2 separate regions of the Mus musculus genome follow, and region 2 is linked to region 1. The links are chromatin contacts, called in public Hi-C maps. All regions are on one chromosome and are shown on one strand. The core of a region is the stretch at or near the end of the contact, and the rest is flanking DNA. Distances in the headings are between cores, read along the strand shown.

Region 1 (4,937 bases), core at 137-2,636:
CCCTGTCTCAGAAAAAAAAAAAAAAAAAAAAAAAGACCTTGGGTTACATCCCCAGCACCACACACACACATAAAAAGAAAGAATGAGGCTACGATGGTGATGGTGTACGCCTTTAATCCCAGCATTTGGGAGGCAGAGGCAGGCAGATCTCTGAATTCCAGATCAAACTGGACTACAAAGCTAGTTCCATGATAGACCACAGAGCTGTCCAGGGCTGCAGAGAGAAACTGTCTCAAAAAAACCTACACATACACACACATACAGAGAGGTAGAGTGGAATCCTTACTGCCTTTGAACCTCCAGAAGAACCCTTCCTCTAAACTTCATGAATTGGACCTAATATGCAATGTTTCAGCATTAAAAGGTGGGCCCTTTGGGAAAGAGAGTAAGCCCTGGGGCTTTGGTTTAAAAAAAAATGCAACTAGTGTGTTTTGTGTGTGTGTGTTTTGTTTGGTTGGGGTTTTTTTGGCCTAGTGTTCTTAAGATGTTTACAAGGGAACCCTTATCTTATGCATTCTTTTCCCCTCCTAAGGTCTCCTGCTGGAAGCTCAGACAGAATCCTTAGCACAAACAGATCCACTACTTAATAGAGTTCTCAGCCTCCAGAACTGTAGGAAACAACTTTCTCTTGGGTATAAAATAATGAGTCATTGGTATTTTGCTATAGCAGCTCAAAAACTAAAAGACTCATTGAGATAGGCCACTACCCATTTTTCTTTTCGATGTCTTTAAAGAGAGCTATTGCTCTCTGGGACTAGGCCTTGAGCTCATTATGTAGTCCAGGCTGGCAAAATCCACAAAACTGTAACCTTTTAAATAAAACTTTATTAAGAGCATTTAACTGGCTCTAACATATACATTCTTAAGAAAACTTGGGACTCCTCTGGGCATTGTTCTAATTTATTGTTTGTTTACAATAAATTATTAACAATTTATTAATTGTTCTGGTTGGTATGTATGCATGCATGTATGTATGTATGTATGTGTGCAACCCCAGCTGGCCTCCAACTTACTAAATAGCCAAGGCTGACCTTGGACAACTGGTCCTTCTGATCCATCTTCTAGGGGCTAAAATTCTGGGCATGTACCACCACATCCAACTCACAATTGATACATTCTCAATGCTGGCTAAGGAAACAACAGGACTTTCCCAATTACTCGGGCCTTATCCTGTCTTTCAGCCAAGGCTCATCATAAATATTCTCCAACTCCTAAGGTTTTCGTGGGTCTTGTTGAGGTGAAAGTTAAAGACCTGAAGGCTGGCCAGCATTCTTCTCTTTAGTTGCCACGCAGCGGCGGAAAGAGCCGAGCGCGCTCGGCCGCATTCGCCGGCCCTCCTAGGCGACGTCGTCAGGGGGCGGGGCTCGTGCCGGCACGCTCGGCGCGGGGCATTGTGGGAAGGGCGGCCGGTGCTGCCACAGCTGCCATCTTAGGGACTCCGGGCCGGGCCTGCTAGGCCTTCGCGGCGGAGGCGGCCGTGTGCGTGGCGGGTGCGCTTGGGGCGAGGCGGAGGGTCCGCGGGCGGGGGGCCGCGCTTCCCAGCGGCGAGGGGGCGGCCTGCGGCGGGCAGCGGGCGACAGGCGGCGGGCGCCGCGCGGCGCGAGGATGGGCCGGTCGCGGAGCCGGAGCTCGTCCCGCTCTAAGCACACCAAGAGCTCCAAGCACAACAAGAAGCGCAGCCGCTCGCGCTCGCGCTCGCGGGACAAGGAGCGGGTGCGGAAGCGCTCCAAGTCCCGGGAGAGCAAACGGAACCGGCGGCGGGAGTCGCGCTCCCGCTCGCGCTCCACCAACGCGGCGGCATCCCGGCGCGAGCGGGAGCGCGCCTCGTCCCCGCCCGACCGCATCGACATCTTCGGGCGCACGGTGAGCAAGCGCAGCAGCCTGGACGAGAAGCAGAAGCGCGAGGAGGAGGAGAAGAAGGCGGAGTTCGAGCGACAGCGAAAAATGTGAGGGGCGCGCGGCTGGAGGCGCGGGGCGCGCTCACGGGGGCCGGGTGGGGCGGGAGCGCCGGCCCGGAAGTCCGAGTTGAGGGCGCGAGGCGGGAGGTTGGCGGGGCTGCGGATCCCCGGGCCCGAGGCGTTGGAGCGCAGGGCACCTGTGCGGGGGTCCGTCCCGGGGCGCGCCCGGCTTGAGAGTGTGGGCCCTTTCTGAACCTCCTTTCATACGGTCGTTCAAAGACAGATGCACAAAGTTGCAGCGGACACCCGGGGTGCCTCTCCGGCCCCTCTCTTTTTTGTCTTGGCCTCAGCCCCTCTAGTGAGCATGCTTGACCCTACTGTTGACCCTGCTGTTTGCCCGCCTAAATGCTTCTAGTTTCAGAGCGCTCTTATCCGAATTTTTCACTTAGGGCAAAACCGGTTCCCATCAGGGGACTGGACTTGAAATTTGGGGGAAGATCACGTGGTTTTGAGTGAGGCGGCTTTCGATGTGAAAGTAGGTGTTGATGACCCAACCAGAGTAAACTTGAACGTTGTGAAGTACTTTTTTAAAAAAGATGTGCCCAGCCCCCCTCCCCCCCCCCGCCCCAGCCACGTGGAGCAATAATACTAAGCATATGTGTTCCCTGTTAAGCCAGCCATCGTTTCCGGAGTAATTAACTGAAGACTTGAATAAGTGGTTATGAAGCAGGAACTAGGTAGTTTGTGTATATGACTTGTGTAGGGGTTTCTATTTTCTGCAAAAAAATAGAAGGCAGATTTTTGTGGTAGGCAGGTTTTCCAGAAGCCCCTAGGAGGGAGGTAAGGGATTGAACACAGCGAAGCACTGTAGTGGAACTGGGGTCTTGGCTTGTACTGTTTCTCAGTACACCTTGGCCACATAGAATCCTGTTAGGATCTGGAACAAGCCTGTAGCTTAGTAGAACATAGACATAGTTGTGTGTGACAGTTGACAGTTCTCCACGTGAAAACAAAGGAGTCATCACATTGCACGTGGACAGCATAGGATGAAATGAAACATCGATAGAGCTGTGTTCAACTATGCCATTAGCATTGAGAAGGGAAAGGGACAGGGCTGGCAGCCAATGCTAATACTAAATTCTCCATATCCACTAGACACTGCTCCAACGTGGTCTAATGTTTTGCAGAGAATACACTGAAAAGACAATGGAGATGGTGCCTTGGGAGTGAGGGAAAGTAGTTTGCTTACAAATATTGGTTGGCTAGTTCATTCAGCTAGTTTACTGAACCTTTAATAAGTGCCAGGGTCAGTTGATAGGAAGATGATCGATTTGCTCCTTCTGACATGCTCTAGCTCAGATGGCTGGTAATACTATAGTAAATTCAGCGGGAGTATCTCATCAGGAATGCAGGGTAGGCGATGGTGAGGCTGTCAGGCCTGTAGGGTGTGTGTGGACCAAAGGAGTAAGCTGTCTTCCTGGTTCCCTGAGAGAACAAAGTGGAAGGAAGAATGGAAAAGGAACTGACTGAAAAAGTATTGAGTATTTGTATTCGTACAGTTGGGTGTGGGATACAGGCAAAGCACTGGAGTTAGCTGTCAGGTTTATAGTGTTATTACTGCAACTGTTCTCTACCTTCCGTTGCTTTAAATGAGACCAGACTGTCAGGCAGTGTAGTTGAGAGGGAAAAGCAGGAGTCTGCCCTTGACACACCTAGGTTCTGTATATAAGAAAGAGCTTAGCTAACTAAGGTGGTGACAGACAGGGCTTTACTCTGTTAATAAAACCTGGGGAATAGATAGAGTGCCATGGGGACTATATAAAGAGAAGAGCAGTTGGTTCCAAGGATTGAAAAAAACATCAGGGAATGTATATTTGCAGTAAAAAAAAATAGTCCAGGGTGGGACATGGTGATGCTAAAAGTCTGTGAGTGCCTGGAATGTTTTCATGGAGTCTGGAGTTAGATGAGTAGACTAGTATAATTCCAAGGCCTTAAAGAAATCATTTGAGTTCGTCTGTGAAATGGAGTCCCATTTTATTGTGAAGATTGGAGATGCTATCAAGTACTTAGTTCTTTTCCTGAGAGTGAGTCAGTCAGTGTTACTGAGTATAACTGACCATGCTTCCAGGCACAGCTTGCTGAATAATTCAATAAGAAATCCAGTAATTATAATCTTAGTTCATTAAAATAATTCAATAACATAATTAAAAGGTGGGCTTTTACATTTTCACATTTTTTAAAAAAGATTTATTTATTTATTATATGTAAGTACACTGTAGCTGTCTTCAGACATCCCAGAAGAGGGCTTCAGATCTCTTTACAAATGGTTGTGAGCCACCATGTGGTTACTGGGATTTGAACTCAGGACCTTTGGAAGAGCACTCAGTGCTCTTAACCTCTGGGCCATCTCTCCAGCCCCCTTATTCACATTTTTGAGGAGCTAATTCACATGGCTCAAAATTGAATCAGATCTTCCTCTTGCCCTTGGATCTCAGCCAAGTATCGTGATCTCCCATCCATGTACTATACCAATATTAACATTTCCTATGTATTCTTTTAAGTTGTGCTAACTGCTGAAAAAAGATAACGAATAACCTGTAGCAAATCATATCATTGGCCTGGTAACTTCCTCCAGCCAGTGACGTCTGAGTTTCAATTCTTAGTGTTACCTGAATTACAAATCAGGAGCCCAAGAGTATCCCAGGTGAACTGGAATTCATGATTCTTAGGCAAATAAGCAGAGCTCATGTTTGAGGGTAAAGAACTTTGGAATGAATTTACTCCGTGAGCCTATATATTTCTGGAGCTTAGAGCTTTTAAGACAGTGGTGGAGCAGCACCAAGACCTCTGCGTCACTTTGGTACTGGTTCTCTTCCCATCCTTGCCTCACCTTTTTCCTGGAGAAACTGCTGGGTACAAAAGATTTAAGCCCATTAGATTGCGGGTCTGTTAAGGTTCATTATGTCACCACACAGCATTCATCCTGTTCAGTAGAGTGGCTATAATTTACCTCAGAAACAGGAGTTTTAAATAATGGCA
Region 2 (4,693 bases), core at 399-2,898, 2.3 Mb before region 1:
GGGAAAAGGCACCGAGCTGCCATCGACCCGGAGCTCGCGGGCAACGATGCTCGTAAACAAGCCGGGCCGCGCGCCTGCCACCCACAGCGGGCACCGCCCTGCGCCGCGCGCCCACCCCGGCTGCTGGGGTCCGACCGCCGCCCCGCACCAGATCCGACCTCCCGCCCCCGTTCCCCCTCCGCGGCGGAAGCCTGGGGCCAGTTAGTGGGACGCGAGGCGGGAGCACAAACCCCGCACCCGCCTTCTCCACGGCGGGCTTCCCGCCTTGGGTGGCATCGCCCCCGCCCGCATCCACAACGAGCCCCTGATTAATGAGCCCGGCCCGGCCCCCGCCGAGCCCCGGCCCGGCCTCGGAGAGGGGGAGGGAGGGGACGGCGGGAAACGCAGCCCGGTGTCGGTCCGCCTCCCCCCCCCCCCCGTGCCTCACGCTCATTGGTCCGTCTCGCTGTCCGTCGGGGAACGCGGCGCCAATGCAGGGCTGCGGGGCGGGGCGTCCGCGCGAGTGTGCCTGCGTAACGCAGAGTCACGTGTTGTTTTGCTCTTAGTTCAGTCACTCGGTGCGCGATGTGTTACTCACTGTGCGGCGGGGACCGCGACAAGCCCGGGTCGTCGTTGGTGGCAGCAGCAGCAGCGGCAGCAACGGCAGCAGCGGCCCCAGTGGCAGTGTGGGCCCCGAGTGTCCGGACGCAGACCGTCGTCGCGCAGTGCAGAACGGTGGCAGCAGACGGGCCGCGCGCGTTCTAAGCTCGGCCCCGCGACTCGGGGACCCCGACTCTCGACCCAGCCAGCCAGTCCCCGGGCGCCGCCCGAGAGCCCGGGAAGCAGCGGCAGCGGACAGTCGAAGCGGGGGGGTGGCCATCGCCCGCACCGAGCATCCTTCGGAGCGGCGGAGGGCCCTGCGCCACCGAGCCGCGCGCGCCTCCTAGCCCACCGCCTGGGCCCGGGGGACGCGCGCGCGTGGCCGGGCGGCCGGGCGACGGGTGGCGGGGAGCCGCCCCCGCCCGCGCCCCTCGGCCCTCGCCATCCCCTGTTCGCCCAGCCGGGCAGAGAGACCTGAAGCGGCGGCGATGGCTAGCGCGCCCCTGCCTGGGCCCCCCGCGTCGGCGGGCGGGGACGGCCCGAACCTCAATAACAACAACAACAACAACAACCACAGCGTGCGCAAGTGCGGCTACCTGCGCAAGCAGAAGCACGGCCACAAGCGCTTTTTCGTGTTGCGCGGCCCCGGCACGGGCGGCGACGAGGCATCCGCGGCTGGGGGGTCGCCGCCGCAGCCTCCGCGGCTGGAGTACTACGAGAGCGAGAAGAAGTGGAGGAGCAAGGCGGGCGCGCCGAAGCGAGTGATCGCGCTCGACTGCTGTCTGAACATCAACAAGCGCGCGGACGCCAAGCACAAGTACCTGATCGCCCTCTACACCAAGGACGAGTACTTCGCTGTAGCGGCGGAGAACGAGCAGGAGCAGGAGGGCTGGTACCGCGCACTCACCGACTTGGTCAGCGAAGGCCGCTCTGGCGAGGGGGGCTCGGGCACCACCGGAGGCTCTTGCAGCGCCTCTCTCCCGGGCGTCCTGGGCGGCTCAGCGGGCGCCGCTGGCTGCGATGACAACTACGGGCTCGTGACACCCGCCACGGCCGTCTACCGCGAGGTGTGGCAGGTGAACCTGAAACCTAAGGGACTGGGCCAGAGCAAGAACCTGACTGGTGTATACCGCCTATGCCTGTCTGCGCGCACCATCGGCTTCGTGAAGCTCAATTGCGAACAGCCGTCGGTGACGCTGCAGCTTATGAACATTCGCCGCTGCGGCCACTCGGACAGCTTCTTCTTCATCGAGGTGGGCCGTTCGGCCGTCACCGGTCCCGGGGAGCTGTGGATGCAAGCCGACGACTCGGTGGTGGCGCAGAACATCCATGAGACCATCCTAGAAGCTATGAAGGCACTCAAAGAGCTCTTCGAGTTCCGGCCTCGCAGCAAGAGTCAGTCGTCCGGGTCGTCAGCCACGCATCCCATCAGCGTGCCGGGCGCGCGCCGCCACCACCACCTAGTCAACCTACCCCCTAGCCAGACCGGCCTGGTGCGCCGCTCGCGCACTGACAGCCTGGCGGCCACCCCCCCAGCAGCCAAGTGCACTTCGTGCCGGGTTCGTACGGCCAGCGAGGGCGACGGCGGCGCGGCAGGCGGGGCCGGGACGGCAGGAGGCAGGCCGATGTCGGTGGCAGGGAGCCCCCTGAGTCCCGGGCCGGTGCGCGCGCCCCTTAGCCGCTCGCACACCCTGAGCGCCGGCTGCGGAGGCCGCCCGAGCAAAGTGACTCTGGCGCCGGCAGGGGGAGCCCTGCAACACAGCCGCTCCATGTCCATGCCCGTGGCGCACTCACCTCCTGCAGCCACCAGCCCAGGCAGCCTGTCCTCCAGCAGTGGGCACGGCTCGGGCTCCTACCCGCTGCCACCTGGCTCCCACCCGCACCTGCCTCATCCACTGCATCACCCCCAAGGCCAGCGTCCGTCCAGCGGTAGTGCCTCCGCCTCGGGCTCCCCCAGCGACCCGGGTTTCATGTCCCTTGACGAGTATGGCTCCAGCCCTGGCGACCTGAGAGCCTTCAGTAGCCACAGGAGCAACACACCCGAGTCAATAGCGGAGACCCCGCCAGCCAGAGATGGCAGTGGGGGCGAACTCTATGGGTACATGAGCATGGATAGACCCCTGAGCCACTGTGGCCGCCCTTACCGTAGGGTCTCAGGGGATGGGGCCCAGGACCTGGATAGAGGACTGAGGAAGAGGACTTATTCCCTAACCACGCCTGCCAGGCAGCGGCAGGTACCTCAGCCTTCCTCTGCCTCTCTAGATGAATACACTCTCATGAGGGCCACCTTCTCTGGTAGTTCAGGTCGCCTCTGCCCATCCTTCCCTGCGTCCTCTCCCAAAGTGGCCTACAACCCTTACCCAGAGGACTATGGAGACATTGAGATTGGTTCTCACAAGAGTTCCAGCAGTAACCTGGGGGCAGATGATGGCTACATGCCCATGACCCCTGGGGCAGCCCTTAGGAGTGGTGGTCCCAATAGCTGCAAGAGCGATGACTACATGCCCATGAGCCCCACAAGCGTGTCTGCTCCCAAGCAGATCCTGCAGCCACGCTTGGCAGCGGCCTTGCCCCCTTCCGGAGCAGCCGTGCCAGCACCCCCTTCAGGGGTGGGCAGGACCTTCCCAGTAAACGGAGGTGGCTACAAAGCCAGCTCCCCAGCGGAGAGCTCCCCAGAAGACAGTGGGTACATGCGAATGTGGTGTGGCTCCAAGCTGTCTATGGAGAACCCAGACCCTAAGCTACTCCCCAACGGGGACTACCTCAACATGTCCCCCAGCGAGGCAGGCACTGCAGGGACCCCACCTGACTTCTCAGCAGCTTTGCGTGGAGGCAGTGAAGGCCTCAAAGGCATCCCGGGCCACTGCTACAGCTCTTTGCCCCGCTCTTATAAGGCTCCCTGTTCCTGCAGCGGAGACAATGACCAGTATGTGCTCATGAGCTCCCCTGTGGGCCGGATCTTGGAAGAGGAGAGACTGGAGCCCCAGGCCACCCCAGGGGCTGGCACCTTTGGGGCAGCTGGTGGTAGTCATACCCAGCCTCATCACTCAGCAGTGCCTTCCTCCATGAGGCCGAGTGCCATCGGTGGCCGCCCTGAGGGCTTCCTGGGCCAGCGATGTCGGGCAGTGCGGCCTACACGCCTATCGCTAGAGGGACTGCAGACCCTTCCCAGCATGCAAGAGTACCCTCTACCCACAGAGCCCAAGAGCCCTGGCGAGTACATCAACATTGACTTTGGTGAGGCAGGTACCCGTCTGTCTCCGCCTGCCCCCCCACTACTGGCATCCGCGGCCTCATCTTCTTCACTGCTCTCAGCTAGTAGTCCTGCTTCATCCCTGGGTTCAGGAACCCCAGGCACCAGCAGCGACAGCCGGCAGCGCTCTCCACTCTCTGACTATATGAACCTGGACTTCAGTTCTCCCAAGTCCCCCAAGCCTAGCACCCGCAGTGGGGACACAGTAGGCTCCATGGATGGCCTTCTCTCTCCAGAGGCTTCATCCCCATACCCACCACTGCCCCCACGTCCTTCCACTTCCCCTTCCTCCTTACAGCAGCCTCTGCCACCTGCCCCGGGAGACCTATACCGCCTGCCTCCAGCATCAGCTGCCACTTCCCAGGGTCCCACTGCTGGCTCCTCAATGTCCTCCGAGCCTGGGGATAATGGTGACTATACCGAGATGGCCTTTGGTGTGGCTGCAACCCCGCCACAACCTATCGTGGCACCTCCAAAGCCAGAAGGTGCCCGAGTGGCCAGTCCCACATCGGGCTTGAAGCGGCTAAGTCTCATGGATCAGGTATCTGGGGTGGAGGCTTTCCTTCAAGTCAGCCAGCCCCCTGACCCCCACCGGGGTGCTAAGGTCATCCGTGCAGACCCACAGGGGGGACGTCGTCGCCACAGTTCAGAGACCTTTTCCTCTACCACCACCGTCACCCCAGTGTCCCCATCCTTTGCCCACAATTCCAAGCGCCACAATTCGGCCTCTGTGGAAAATGTCTCACTCAGGAAAAGCAGTGAAGGCAGCAGTACCCTGGGAGGAGGTGATGAGCCGCCCACATCCCCAGGACAGGCACAGCCCTTGGTGGCTGTGCCCCCAGTGCCACAGGCTAGGCCGTG

What was found. Hi-C and Micro-C count contacts between places; a contact is called where the count stands out from the background.
Region 2: a Hi-C map of CD8 T cells shows a contact between it and region 1, with 4 times the contacts expected there. The contact joins the promoter of 9530052E02Rik here to the promoter of Arglu1 in region 1. A contact is called at or near these places in 3 of 484 Hi-C or Micro-C datasets (CD4 T cells, CD8 T cells and embryonic stem cells) and 1 of 115 datasets of contacts at active chromatin or transcription factors (thymic regulatory T cells).

What each region holds. Positions count from the first base shown.
Region 1 is chr8:8,686,986-8,691,922 of GRCm38.p6, reverse strand. It overlaps Arglu1 (arginine and glutamate rich 1), which reads left to right and starts at 1,386. Exons shown (of 4, transcript NM_176849.3): 1 at 1,386-1,946. The coding sequence starts at 1,606. It overlaps Mir7654 (microRNA 7654), which reads left to right and starts at 1,761; the gene lies at 1,761-1,830.
Region 2 is chr8:11,004,805-11,009,497 of GRCm38.p6, reverse strand. 9530052E02Rik (RIKEN cDNA 9530052E02 gene) reads right to left here and starts at 1,648. Exons shown (of 5, transcript NR_046017.1): 1 at 1,487-1,648. Irs2 (insulin receptor substrate 2) reads left to right here and starts at 569. Exons shown (of 2, transcript NM_001081212.2): 1 at 569-4,693. The coding sequence starts at 1,068.